Regions from separate parts of the Mus musculus genome. Here region 1 is linked to region 2. A link is a contact called in public HiCAR-type data. All regions are on one chromosome and are shown on one strand. Each heading gives the region's core, a stretch centred on a gene start, on an enhancer-like site or on the middle of the called end of the contact. The rest is flanking DNA. Distances are from core to core; before and after follow the strand shown. Region 1 holds the start of Gdf6 (growth differentiation factor 6). Region 2 holds the start of Tox (thymocyte selection-associated high mobility group box).

What was found. HiCAR-type assays count read pairs that join an accessible place to other places.
Region 1: a HiCAR-type map of astrocytes shows a contact between it and region 2, with 4 times the contacts expected there. The contact joins the promoter of Gdf6 here to the promoter of Tox in region 2. A contact is called at or near these places in 3 of 115 datasets of contacts at active chromatin or transcription factors (astrocytes, embryonic forebrain and embryonic midbrain).

What each region holds. Positions count from the first base shown.
Region 1 is chr4:9,840,578-9,846,668 of GRCm38.p6, reverse strand. Gdf6 (growth differentiation factor 6) reads right to left here and starts at 2,297. Exons shown (of 2, transcript NM_013526.1): 1 at 1,777-2,297. The coding sequence starts at 2,191.
Region 2 is chr4:6,988,121-6,994,775 of GRCm38.p6, reverse strand. It overlaps Tox (thymocyte selection-associated high mobility group box), which reads left to right and starts at 3,940. Exons shown (of 9, transcript NM_145711.5): 1 at 3,940-4,386. The coding sequence starts at 4,285.

The sequences.
Region 1 (6,091 bases), core at 1,048-3,547, 2.9 Mb before region 2:
ATTCCAAAGTCTCCTACCTTGGAAGAGCACACACTGTCCTTTGGTCCTGTGCCAAGGAACTCTCAGGGAGTAGTGAACCAATGAGGGTGTCTGCCTGGGGTAAAATGGGAGAGCCTGCCACTTCCCAGGAAAAGAAAAAAAAAAAAAAACGTACCCATCGCCTGGCAGCCTAGGCCTCTAGGATTTCTTCCCTTAAAGCAGTATTCTCTGACCTTCAGTCACTTCTCCTTTGGTGATGGCACTAGAGATGCCAGGTTAACAGAGAAGTTGCTGGGAGAGACTGCACTGCAGCGCGGTAGGAAGAAGCTGGCGCTGCAGTTAGAGTACCCAGGTCCAAGACCTAGTAGCAGCAATACGAAGAAGCCACGTGTCTTTGTAAAGGTGACTTTATTATTCCTAAAATCGTCATAAAATACAGCGGCGTTAATTTGCTATCGAGACCTTTCAGCAGCTCATAACCCAGCTGACCTCGGATTGTAGCTGAGTACCTGGCTGGGCCAGAACCTTGGCTGCGAAGAAAAGCAGCTTCCAGAAAGCTGGATGCTGGAGATTGAATAGAGCTTGGGGCAGGTGGGGGAGGGGGACATTAGCCTACTCTGGAAAGGTTCAAGGGAACAATTCAGGTAGATAGATGTAGCTGAGCAGACAATTAAGGTAGATAGATGTAGGTGAGCAGTTCCCTCAGCCCAATCCCGGGGACTCTTGAATTTCTGGGTACTTTCCTCTGAACCCGAACCTGTGGGTCTAGGAAGAGAGTCAAAGCTAAGTCTGGGAGTATGGGACGTACCTCTTACCTTCTCTGTACCTTCCTCTCAGCCCTTTGCTATTTCTCTCCTCCTTTCTTGCTTTTTCGGAATTACTTTTCCTCTCTAGGAGCCAGTGGAACTTTCCCCAATCTCTGAAGATTTCTCTGAGATGCTATGATTTCATTGCCCATGCTATGCTGTGGATCAGCGATAATAGCAAGAGGAGGAAGCTCAGAATCCTATAGACGGGAATGCATCCTGTCTGGCACAGGGGATGAGGGTAGGGTCCCGAGATGATCATCGATAGAAGGGTTGCCTGGCTGAGAAAGGTAGATGAGTACCGTCCTGTAGTACAGTAAGCACCAACAACTCCACGCTTTTATCAGTCCCAGTTTCAGCCCACCCCGAAGATGGTGGCTTGAAAACTATCATGTGTGAGACGAGGAAAAATAAAAACGGTGCCACAAGGCACTGGGTGCCCACCTGGCTGATATTTCCCCACACCCTACGCAGGACATCGGGTGAACCCACAGGGCTGCTGGATCTAGGCACTGCCTGACACCGATCCTAGACGGATTGACTACCTTGTGCTGGCTTTTCCTTGAGAGACAGGAGGCTCTCTAAAGCTCTCATGAATGCTCTAGGGCCCGCGACCCTCACAAGCTTTGGAGCCAGGGTCTCTCAGTCCTTTCTCTGACCCTTCTCCCTTTCCCTTCATTTGCTCATCACTTCTTTTCCTCTATGCTTCCTCTGCTAGCTACCAGACCATTGACCGCCGCGATGCTTTCGGCAAAATAGAAAACAGGAAGGAAAAGGAGAGAAAAAAAGTAAGAAAGTAGGGGAGAATTGCAGACTGGAGCAAAAAGCTGCAGCTGCACTCAGAATTGGGGGCTTGAGAAAAGTAAAATAGGGGGGAGGTGTCCAAAATGCGAAGGGAATTCACAAAAGCAGCCTCTTGCCAGAGCCTGGGTAGAGCTCTGGCTGAGGAGCTCCAACTGGAGAGGAGTCGGGCGCTTTCTTTGCCACTTACCCAGTCCTCTGTCTACAAAGCTAGTGATCGTATTAGCTGACTTGGAAGACTGGAAAAAGCTGGCATTGATGCCCAGCTTCTCGGCAATGGAGTAAGTCTTGTAGATTGACAGCATGTACTCGTGAGGCACCACGCGCAGCCCCCTGCCCGGCGGCTCCTGCCCCTGATGTTGTCCGGGCGGCCGCCGCCGGAGGTCCTTCTGCCGCAGCCCGTGCTCCGGGGGCGTCCGGCCCTCGGCACTCTCTTGTGGAGTTCGCTGCATCTTCCCTTCTTTGCGGTTCCCCACGTCTTTGGTGGAGTCCAATTCGGTGGAGGAGGAGGAGGACGAGGAGATGGAAGCCTGCTGGAAACCCGGCAAATCCCAGAGGAAGCTAATGAGGAAGATCGCCCAGAGAAGGACCCTAGGAGTGTCCATGGCGAGCGAGTGGCTAAGTTACTCGGAGAGGCGGCGGCGACAGCAGCGGCTGCGCCGGGCGCGAAAGGCACGGAGCGGCTGGACAGCGGCGGGGGCCGCGCTCCTCCTGCAGACTACGAGTGCGGGGAGCCGGGTAGCAGCTACACAAATCCAGGCCCTGCCACGCCCCCTCCCGCCCCTCGCCGGGAGGTGGGGAGAGGAGGGGAGAGCAGCGCTGCGGGGATAGGGAGGGAGGCGGGTAGTGCGGGCAGGAGGTGTGGGGTGGGGGGCAGCGGTGGGCTGTGGTGGTGGCAAGGTGAGAGCTGGAAGAGCCCCACGGGGTCCGGAGCGCCGACTGGGCGAGCCAGAGGCGAGCGCCTCTGTCCCAGGGTTGGGGAGCCAGAGCCCGCAGGCAGCCGCCTGCGCCGGGGACCGTCAGTCCCCACCAGCTGCTCGAACTTCTCCAGGGACCCGGGGGAGTGGCAGCCGCGGCGGCTGGCTCGGAGCGGGGGTGGGGGTGGGGGGCTGCTGCCGCAGGCTGCGCCCTGGCTCCGGGCAGTGGCACCCTCTCTTTGCCACCCTACCCTCCTAGCGGGCGGTTAGCACCCTCTCACCCCCCCCCCCCCGCGCGCCCACAAGTTTCATCCCTGAGTCCCGGAAGCCAGGCGCAGGGGCCAGTCCTTCACAGCCCCCTTCTCTTGGTAGAATGCTGCTTTCCACAAAGACCCGCGTCAATTCCCGACCTTCGAGGTCAGGCAAAGGCCACCAGTCTTCAGAGTTTGGACCGGTGCTCGGAGCTGCCGCGCTCTCCTGCAGGCCCCAGACTCTCCTCTCGCAGACCTCAATCTCTGGTGTTTGCTCCAGCTGCTTCATTTCTCTTTCGTGGGACCCCACACTTCTCTGGACCCTTAGGGGCTTGACTCCCTCTTCTTCTGCACCCGTACTTCCTTTTTCCTCTTTCCTATTGTCTTCAGGAATTAGTCCTTCCCCCAAATTCCTTCCCATTCCGATTCGATACCTCTCCTCACCCAGTCCCTGCCCCCCAAATATGCTTTTTTTTTTGGCTGTGGCCTCCCAACTCTCTGATCCCCACCCTCTCTCTCCCCCTTTCACCAGACCCCTCCCTGCGCAGCTCTACCCCAATCTGTTTCTCTTCAGCCCAGCCTCGCCCCATCACGAGTTTCCTTTATCTGTCCCCAGATTCCCAGTGTCTTCCCCGCCCACCGCCCCGCGGTTCAGGACGTTGCTAGGTTTGGCGGCGAAGCGTTGCTTCTCTCGCACAGCGCTCTAGACGGAAGTTGTCCAGAGTCTTTACAGGGTACTCACGCACCATCTGTAAACGTCCTCCTGTAAATTACTCCACTTATGGATTTAAAAAAAAAAGGGGGGGGGCAAAAGGCTCAGAGATAAAGGCTTTCCAGGGCCATTCAGCCAAGAGGGCACAGCCACGGATAGACCCAGGAAGCAGTGGTTCCACCATTCTGCTCCTCCTGGTTTGAGCTGTGTCTCTGTGGGTTCTCTCGCCCTGGCCCTCCTGTCTTCATTGGGACCTTGCAGGCGTGAGGATAATTTGGTCCTCTCTCCCCTTCTCTTTACTCTGACTTCCTTAAGAGGCATGACACTCACCTTGGACATCTGCTGTGTCAGGCCTGGCTCTATGGCCTTAGCAAACAGTTTCACATAATCTTCATAACAAGCCTGAGACAAGGGCCACATTATCTCTATTTTACAGACAGAGAAACTGAGGCCCACGATCACACTGCTCCTGTATTGCCACTACTCCTAATTGCGAGGCTATTGAGAGGGGCTGCTTTGCTCTCTATCACTAGAGATTCTGGTTCTACCCCAACCCATTTAACGTCCCTTAGGGCTACTCAGTTCATGACTGCCAACCCATGGCCTGTCTGGGACTTGAAGGAGTCTAGCTTCTTCCTTCTGCTTTCTAGCATTATCATTCACCAGTGTAAGGCTGAGAAAGGAGCTAGGAAGTTTTAAGTCTTAAATAATGCTTAGCCCACTAGGACGAAAAGCTCTCTCTGTTCATGTTCCTTCATCTTTGGTGCACATGTCCTTCATACATTACTGTTATCCAGAGATGACACCCTCATCTCTTAATGTCTAATACCAAATCGATCGCCTTCTAATATCTGTGCTGCGCCTCTTTCTCTTCCCCTCGCTGTACTGACATCCAGGAGAGGCATCCATCCATGGCTTGTCTCCATTCTCTCCTTCTGGGAATGAGCATGTGTACCTTGTGCTAACACTCTGCGCATGTCTGGCTCCACAGCCCTGTTAGGGATGACTCATGGGCTTGGATCCTTTCTCAGCACCACGCTTCCTGCTGGCCTTCATCTCTGCTCAGTTTGCCCACAGCAGTTATCTGTTGTGAGTTACCAGTAAACAGGAAACAAGGCAGAGGTCTCATTGCCTATGGCCTACAACCCTTCAACAGACTAGGTAGTGGAAAGGCAAACGACAGGGACCACAAAGAATGTGGACTGTTGTCGTGAGGATTACCCCAGGGCAGGTGTTGCTGTCCTTGTTAGCAGCCTTGGATCTGAGTGAGGAAAGTTGCATTTGCCACAAAGGCTCTAGTGGTTACTTACAGGTGAGAAAATAGACTGACAAACCAACACAAAAGGCTGGAGGTCACAAGCAAGCCAGAAATATAACCAGGAGCCAAGCCATTAGACTCCTAACCCAGCGTTTCCTGTAGTTAAAACTTCCCTTCTAAAGTATGTCTTACAGTAATTCAGAAAGGCCATTACTCCAATCCCCGCTCTCTCTCTCTCTCTCTCTCTCTCTCTCTCTCTCTCTCTCCTTCCCTCCATCCATCCCCCCCCGTGTGTGTGGTGTGTGTACTCACACACGCGTGTACATATATGTGTTGTTATACTAAAGATATAAGGAACAACAATTACTAGACTTGCTTTTAGGTTTTCACACTATAATCTTTGAAACACTATAATCTTTGGAGTTTTTAGTTTCCAAACTTTCTTAGACTCTCTAATCATTTCTTTGGCAGTTTCTTTGGGGGGAACATTTTGAAACAGTGAAAGTCTCTTGATGTGAACTGAGAAAGTCTGGTCCCCCGTTGGCCCTGATAGCTTTTATACCAGGATCAGACACACACCCAGTTACAGACATCTGTGGTATCTTCTGCCCCCTTGTGGACACTTGGAAAATTGCTACTCATAGGCAAAACTGCTTAAACAAGGACTAGTAACCCCAATTCATCTCTTTAAAGAAATTACTTAATTCACTTATTAATTAGGGGTGGAAGATCACCCCTAAAGCATATATAGAATATGACATTAAAAATTCATAAGTTATAGATATGCTACACAGAACTATACGACCAAAACCAAATAAAATTGCCTCGTTTATCACTATCTTAAATGTGTGCTCTTGACAATTTTAAAATGATTATTTCATATTGGATCAGGGAGAGCATTTTCTCTTAAGTAAGGAAAAGAGAGTGTACCAATGAGGATGAGGACAGGTGATAAAAGGCTCTAAACTCTACACTCATGGAGGCAGAGGCAGGGTGTCTCTGTGAATTTGAGCCCGGCCTCAGTGTAGCAAGTTGCAGGCTGGTGAGAACTATATGCTAAGAATCTGAGTCAAAACAGAGACAAAACACATTTTGTTTTAACTAGTTAATATTTGAAGTGCAATTGGAAAAGCAACTTCTTTACAAATTGTCTGCCCTATTGGAATGGTAGTGTAATCCCACCCCTGCAGGGAGAAACCCACATCTTAAGAGGCCCTGAAAACACGCCCTGGAAGCAGTCAGGAAGACTGTGCCATGTGCAAGTGGAATCTCATCTTTAGGACTCAGCTCTTATGAGGACAGGGTAAAAAATATATAAACCTAATCTGGTAGGATCTGAATTCGTACTTTACTATCAGACACTTCTA
Region 2 (6,655 bases), core at 2,691-5,190:
GTGATAATACCCACTCACTGAGAAGTGGATATTAGCCCCAAAGCTCCAAATAACCAAGGTACAATTCGCAGACCACATGAAGCCCAAGAAGAAGGAAGACCAAAGTGTGGGTGCTGCAGTCCTTCTTAGAAGGGGGAACAAAATACCTATGCGAGGAGATATGGGGACAAAGAGTGGAGCAGAGACTGAAGGAAAGGACATCCAGAGACTGCCCCACCTGGAGATCCATCCCATATACAGTTACCAAACCCAGACACTATTGTGGATGTCAACAAGTGCTTTCTGACAGGAGCCTGATATAGCTGTCTCCTGAGAGGCTCTGCCAGAGCATGACAAATACAGAGGTGATGCTTGCAGTCAACCATTAGACTAATCACAGGGTCCCCAATGGAGGAGTTAGAGAAAGGACTACAGGAGCTGAAGGGGTTTGCAACCCCATAGGAAGAACAGCAATATCAACCAACCAAAGCTCCCAGGGTCTAAACCACCAACCAAGGAGTACACATGGAGGGACCCATGGCTCCAGCCATATATGTAACAGAGGATGGCCTTGTCGGTCATCAATGGGAGAAAAGGCCCTTGGTCCTGTGAAGGCTCGATAACCCAGTGTAGGAGAATGCGAGGGCAAGAGTGGGTGAATGTTTGGGGCACACCCTCATAGAAGCAGGAGGAGGAGGGATGGGGTAGGGAACTTCTAGTGGGGAATCAGGAAAGCAGATAACATTTAAAATGTAAATAAATAAAATATCCAATCAAAAAAAAAAACATGACATCATTGACCCAAGTTTGGAAAAGATTCTAAAGACCATACATCATCTAGCTCAGGGATCATTTTAAGCAGGACATTTTATGATTTTACTGTAATTTGTCTGTTTACTTATTTTATTTGTATTTGGCAGGAGCTCTTGTACCCCAGGCTAGCCTCCAGTCTTCTGTGTAGCCAAAAATGACCTTGAATTTTTTTATTTCTCTGTATCTCTCTCTTTTTTTAGACTTATTTTTAAACTAACACATGTACAGTATTGATCTTCCCTATGGCATTTTCAAACAAGCCTTGGGTTGTTGATTCTTCTCATCTCTCTGACCCTCCCTCCTCATACCCTTCCACTGAATCTGCCTGTTCTATCTTCTGTTTCCCTGTCTCCTGTGTTCTATTGCCTTCTCTCCCGGCTTCCTCAACTCTGTAGTCCCATCTCACGTTTTCCTTTCTAGTTTCATGCCCTACATACATACTTACCCTTGCTTTTATACATACATATGACTGTATTAAACTACGGTCTGCATATGACTGAACGCAATTTTGGTCTTTTTGAGCTAACTCACTATAATACTTTCTAGCTCCATCCATTTTCCAGGTTTCATTTTTCTTTTACAGCTGCATAGAATCCCAATGTGTATAAGGGCCACATTTCCATTATGATTCACCTCTCAATGAATGAGCCTCTACTTCCTTGCTATGCCCAGTTTTAAGTATTGATTTTGTTATTATTTTGTTTTTCATAGCCATATGCAGCCCCCACCCCCCTTTGCTTATTACTATACAAATAAATGGCTGGAGAAATAATTGAGTAACTCAACATGCTATGGACAGAACTATCTCATTTTTAAAGTAGTATTTACTCCAAAGTGTAGCCACTTAAATTTTCCTTAAGTGGAATGGAATATTACTACTCAGTAAAATGTAGACCTTGAGTAGGATGTTAGACAATGGTGGGTATTTAAAGTTATTATATTGATGACCATGCTTTAGTGTTAAGCTCTCTCGTGGTTAATGTACTTTTAGCTCAAATTCCTTAGCATGCAGAGCTCTCATGTTGACTCCACAGACTTCCTGTGAAAGAAATCAGGTTGCTTGCAGAGGTAAGACACAGGTTTCTGGCCCTTGGGTTTCTCATAATGGTAGTGGAAATACGTGATGTGGTACCTCCAGTATGTCCAAGGAGTCAAGACACTGACAGCAAGGACCATTCCAGCGATAAACCAGCCCATCTTTCTGCTGGCCCGAGGGCCAAACAGAAGTTGATTATGAATCCTAGGGAAGTTTATAAACCTCAAACTTTATACAGTATAATTTGTTGATGACAGAAACTTGAGATTACGTGTTTATTTAAAGCTACAGACTTTTTATAGCCCCACCCACTTTAACATCTACAAATGAATTTTAAAATCGGTGCTATGAAGCCCTGAACCTATGTACTTGTTATTGTAAAGACCTTTAATAGAGGAAAGATCACCCTTTCACTTATTTTGTGACTCAGAGGGTTTGAATGCAGAGTGAAAATCCTTCCTCATTTCTAAAGCCAACATCCATCACATTACTCTTAAGGTAAGAAGCTGTGTTCTTCCTACCCATAAAAGGAAGACCTGAGGACAACAGTTTAAGAGAAAGAGGCTACCATGGATGGAAACCAAAGTCAAGGAAAAGTTTCCAAAGGCCTTTGCATAGAGGAGAGAACCCCAGGATGCTAATTTACTATCCTTACAGGGCATCTGTTGCTTCCTCAGATCTTTGCATTTGACTGGTGCTCCTATTATAAGGGAAGAGAAACCTGGAAAAGGCTGCAGAGAGCTAGAGAGTAGCTGGCTATTACCCACCATGTACTAAAAACGGTTTGGGGTGGGGGATGGGAGGTAACAAGACTGTTTCCATATATTCTTTGACGCCAGAAACAGATACCTGTGGACATGAATTTTCCACTTTTTTACAGGGTCTTAGGCCCCTAAGGTGTGAAGCAATCAGGAATTCACCCTTGAAAGGTAAACATTGCCCACCCCTATATTAACTTCTCTCTAAAGTCTTTCTCAGGGAGAACGTAAGATGTCCGCTGGACAGTCATCAGGGTCCCAAAACTCTCCCAGATGCCAGGGGACACAATATTGCAAGTTTTTGGGGTTGACGAAGTAAAGCAAAATATGGATGATATCTTTATCCTACCAACAAAGAGAGCCCAGGGAAGCAGACAGCTGATTCGTGAAGGTTGGGGTGGGCAGTGGAGCTCCAAGAGTGCTACTGGGAATCCAACAGTGAAAGTATAATTCCAAGAGGCAAGTAACTAGCCCAGATGTGTTCCCTGTAGCGCATGGTGTGCTGATAACTGTTTCCTTATTTACCCTTCTAAGCACCCCTGGAGTCTTTTTTGCTAGTCCCGCAAGGGCAGGCTCAGCCTCTGCAAACCCTCCCACTGAGAACCAAAGCCGAATGCCGAGGCTCTCTGAGCACTAACTCCAGGAGCACCGCTCCTCGCACAGAGATCAACTGGGGTCCCTTGGTCAGCTGCACACTAGAATGGGGCAGAGGTTGCGCTCCCTGCAGGCTCCCGAGCAGCGCCACAAGACAGCCTCTCCTCTACCTCCCGCGCGGGGCAGAGGTTGGCAGTGCAGCTAGCGGGCAGGAGTAAGTGGTGGGGGGCTCAAAGAATGGGGTGGGGCGGGGGTGGGGCTGCGGGTGCTGGGCGGGGGTGCGCCACAGCGCCCCCTTGCTGTGCGAGCCCCACGGTGCCCCAGTCAGCCTTTGCTCAGTCTCTCCAGCCCCTTTGTGTGATTGTATCCACCTCCATGGCACCCACCCGGGGGTGCTGACTGGGGCACTGACGCTGCCCGGGGTCCCGCCACTACTGATCGAGCCGCATTCCCTTCTTCTGCGTTTGTCCCTCGCCTGGTTCTCGGTCCCCAACTGTACCCTCTGGGCCGCGTCCAGCCTCTGTCGGCACCCCGCCGGTCCGGGGCACTAGTGTCCTCCGATCTTGATCTCCCCTGCAACACCACACACACTCCATCACTCCCCCATCCCAGGCCTCTAACGTGGAGAAAAACTAAAAGCAAAGCAAGGCAGAGTCTCCAATAAAACGCCCAGTACCCCGAGCCCGAGCGCGAGTGCCGGGCGGCGAAGGGCGCGGGAGGCGGGGATGGGGCGGCGGGCGGGGGGGACAATGAGCGCGTGAAGTTACCTGCCCGGCGGCGGCGGGCCGACAGCGCCGGGGCCGAGCGGACCAGGCAGGCTGCGCGCTCGGTGTGGACGGGTGCGCGCCACGGCTTGGGGGGGAGAGTTGAGCGCTTTTCCACCCTCTGTTTTTTTTTTCCTCTCTCTCTCTTTTCTCTCTCTCTTTTCTTCCTCTTCTTAAACAAACCACAAACGGATGTGAGGGAAGGAAGGTGTTTCTTTTACTCCTGAGCCCAGACGCCTCTCTGTTCCGTCTGAGCTTTTTTTTTTTTTTCTGAGCACTTTTTTTTTTTTTTTTTTTTTCAAAAAGGAAAAGAAAAGGAGTTGCTTGATGTGAGAGTGAAATGGACGTAAGATTTTATCCTCCTCCAGCCCAGCCCGCTGCTGCGCCCGCCGCTCCTTGTCTGGGACCTTCTCCCTGCCTGGACCCCTACTATTGCAACAAGGTGAACACTCTGCTTTTGTCTGCACCGATTCTGGCGGCTCGATCCCGGGAGGGGGGCAGCGGTGGCTGGACCGCGATGGGGCCCGCTGGGCGGACTGGGCCGGCTCGCAGAGGCCCGTCCCGGGCGCGCTCGGTCGCAGCCCGCGGCGGCGCTGCGTGCGCTCGGGTAGTAAATATTGTGGAGCAGCTCCGGGGGTTTGCCAAACAACGCGATTGTGCGGAAAGTGACACGATTTGCTCGGATTCTTTCCTTCCTGCTGTTCGCCACTAAGGATCCCTGCTTAGGTTTGCCGGGAGACATTTAAAAAAAAAAAAAAAAAAGCGAGAGATCGAGAGAGAAAACCCACGGAATACTTTGGGGGTGTGTCTGGGGTCTGGGAACTGAGGCAGAGTAGGAGAATTCAGTTTATATTCTAGTTCCTTCTTCTCCCTCCCTTTCTTGGACAGCGGGGGCTCGTGGCATCGCTTCCTTGCTCCGGATCACTTGCCAGAGGAGCAGCTAGGAGTCGGGGTGCAGGGACCCCGGAGGATCCGGCGTTCCCACACCGTGAAAATTATTCTGTAACTCTTTTGTTTTCTGTTCCGGCCGCCGAACTGGAGTTCGGACGCTGGCCCTCGAGACCAGGACGCTGTGGGCTAGTCGCATTATGATTTGGGGGAACAGATCTCGTTTGGGGGGTGTGGGGTGTGGAAATAGCAAGTTTACAGGAAGCCAAGCTAGCGCTTTGCATTCAAGTGTAAAGCTCCGACGCTCTTTGCCTGGCTGAAGCAGGGTCCCTGGCTGGGCTACATCATAGTCTGCTGACTTGGGCCACACAGGACAGCGGAAAGGTATTTAATGCTGGTGATCCAGAATGAGAACTCTGGCGAAGCTGCCCCGGAGCTCAGCTTGGCCCAAGGATAGGACAGCCAGGAGTTTCTAGGGAAGTAATTGCTCTCCTGGCTTCATGCACGCAAAACCTGAGAGGGACACGGAGGGACCGGAGGGATCGTCTCCAAGAGCAGCCACAGGCCACATCTCTCCTCTCCTGGGGCTTGGTGGATTTGTCTAAGCAGTCCTAGCTGATAGAGGTTGCTGGGGACAAGAAGGTCTCTGAAATGCATGGCAAGCCTTTTGGACTCCCAGTTCTTGCTTGATAAAAACCCCCGGCAGATTCTTCCAGTCCTTTCAGGCACTTCACTGACAAGTAGATTAATTCTTTGGGGAAAGTCTTTGAAACTCCCAACATTTGTCTCCTGAGGAGTCCTCACTTTAAAACGTGATGTAGAGGTGTTTAGCACCCCTGCCTCCTGGACTCTCTACTACCATACAGGCTAGTAGTTCTCAGCTCTCAGTCTTGATTATTACACACACACACACACACACACACACACACACACACACACACACACACACACAGCTGTGAGTTACAAAGCCTACAGTCACGCCACAGAGAAGCAACTGGGTGCCATGTCCACTGTAATATTCAGTAAGAGTTGTGAGCAAAGGTTAGTAGTTAGGCAAAGGGGTAATACAGGTCTTGAGGCCAGGGGCAAGTTGAACTTCAGCACGCACAGCAAAGTTGGTGAAATGAAGTTTTACACTGCTGCTAACACCATTCTTGCAGCCTAGAATATATTTTGACTTTAGAACTAAGGGCTTTATGCTTGATATTTTTCCCCCCTGATAACCAGAATACCGTTACTTTTTTCTTTAAAGTAGAAAGTCTGTCTTGGAGATTAAAGACCTGTTCTGTAGTTGTTACCAGAATCAAAAGATTGACACCATTTTTGGCAATAAAACTATACAAGTCCTATTACATTTATCAGTGAATTTGGGTTCCAAAAAAGAAGGTAATGACTTGAATACACATTTCACTCATTATTTCTGTGATAGTAGGGTCAGATTTAATTTAAAAGTTAAATGCTTTGGAAAATCAGGAATTACTTCAATATATTAAATCATTTTCCAATTTAAGTGCCTTAAATAATTTTAGAGGGTTGTGCTGTGAATTGAATGAATTAATTTTGAAAGTCTTCACCATTTCTTTACTAGTCCATTGAAGTTCCTTTTAAGTCACCCTGTGTGTAAGAAGCAAACTGTTCTTTTTAAATGCAAATTAGCCATCCTTTCTATAGACTAGTTGTAAGACTTCTATTTAACTTAGATGGGGAATAATGGATTTTTAAAAATGCAAAGTCATAAGACTTGTTTCTTCTAGTAGAAAAATACCTCCTGGAAAGGTTTCTCTAGGGACTCTTTCCCTATCCATCTCTGTGCCACAGTCTAT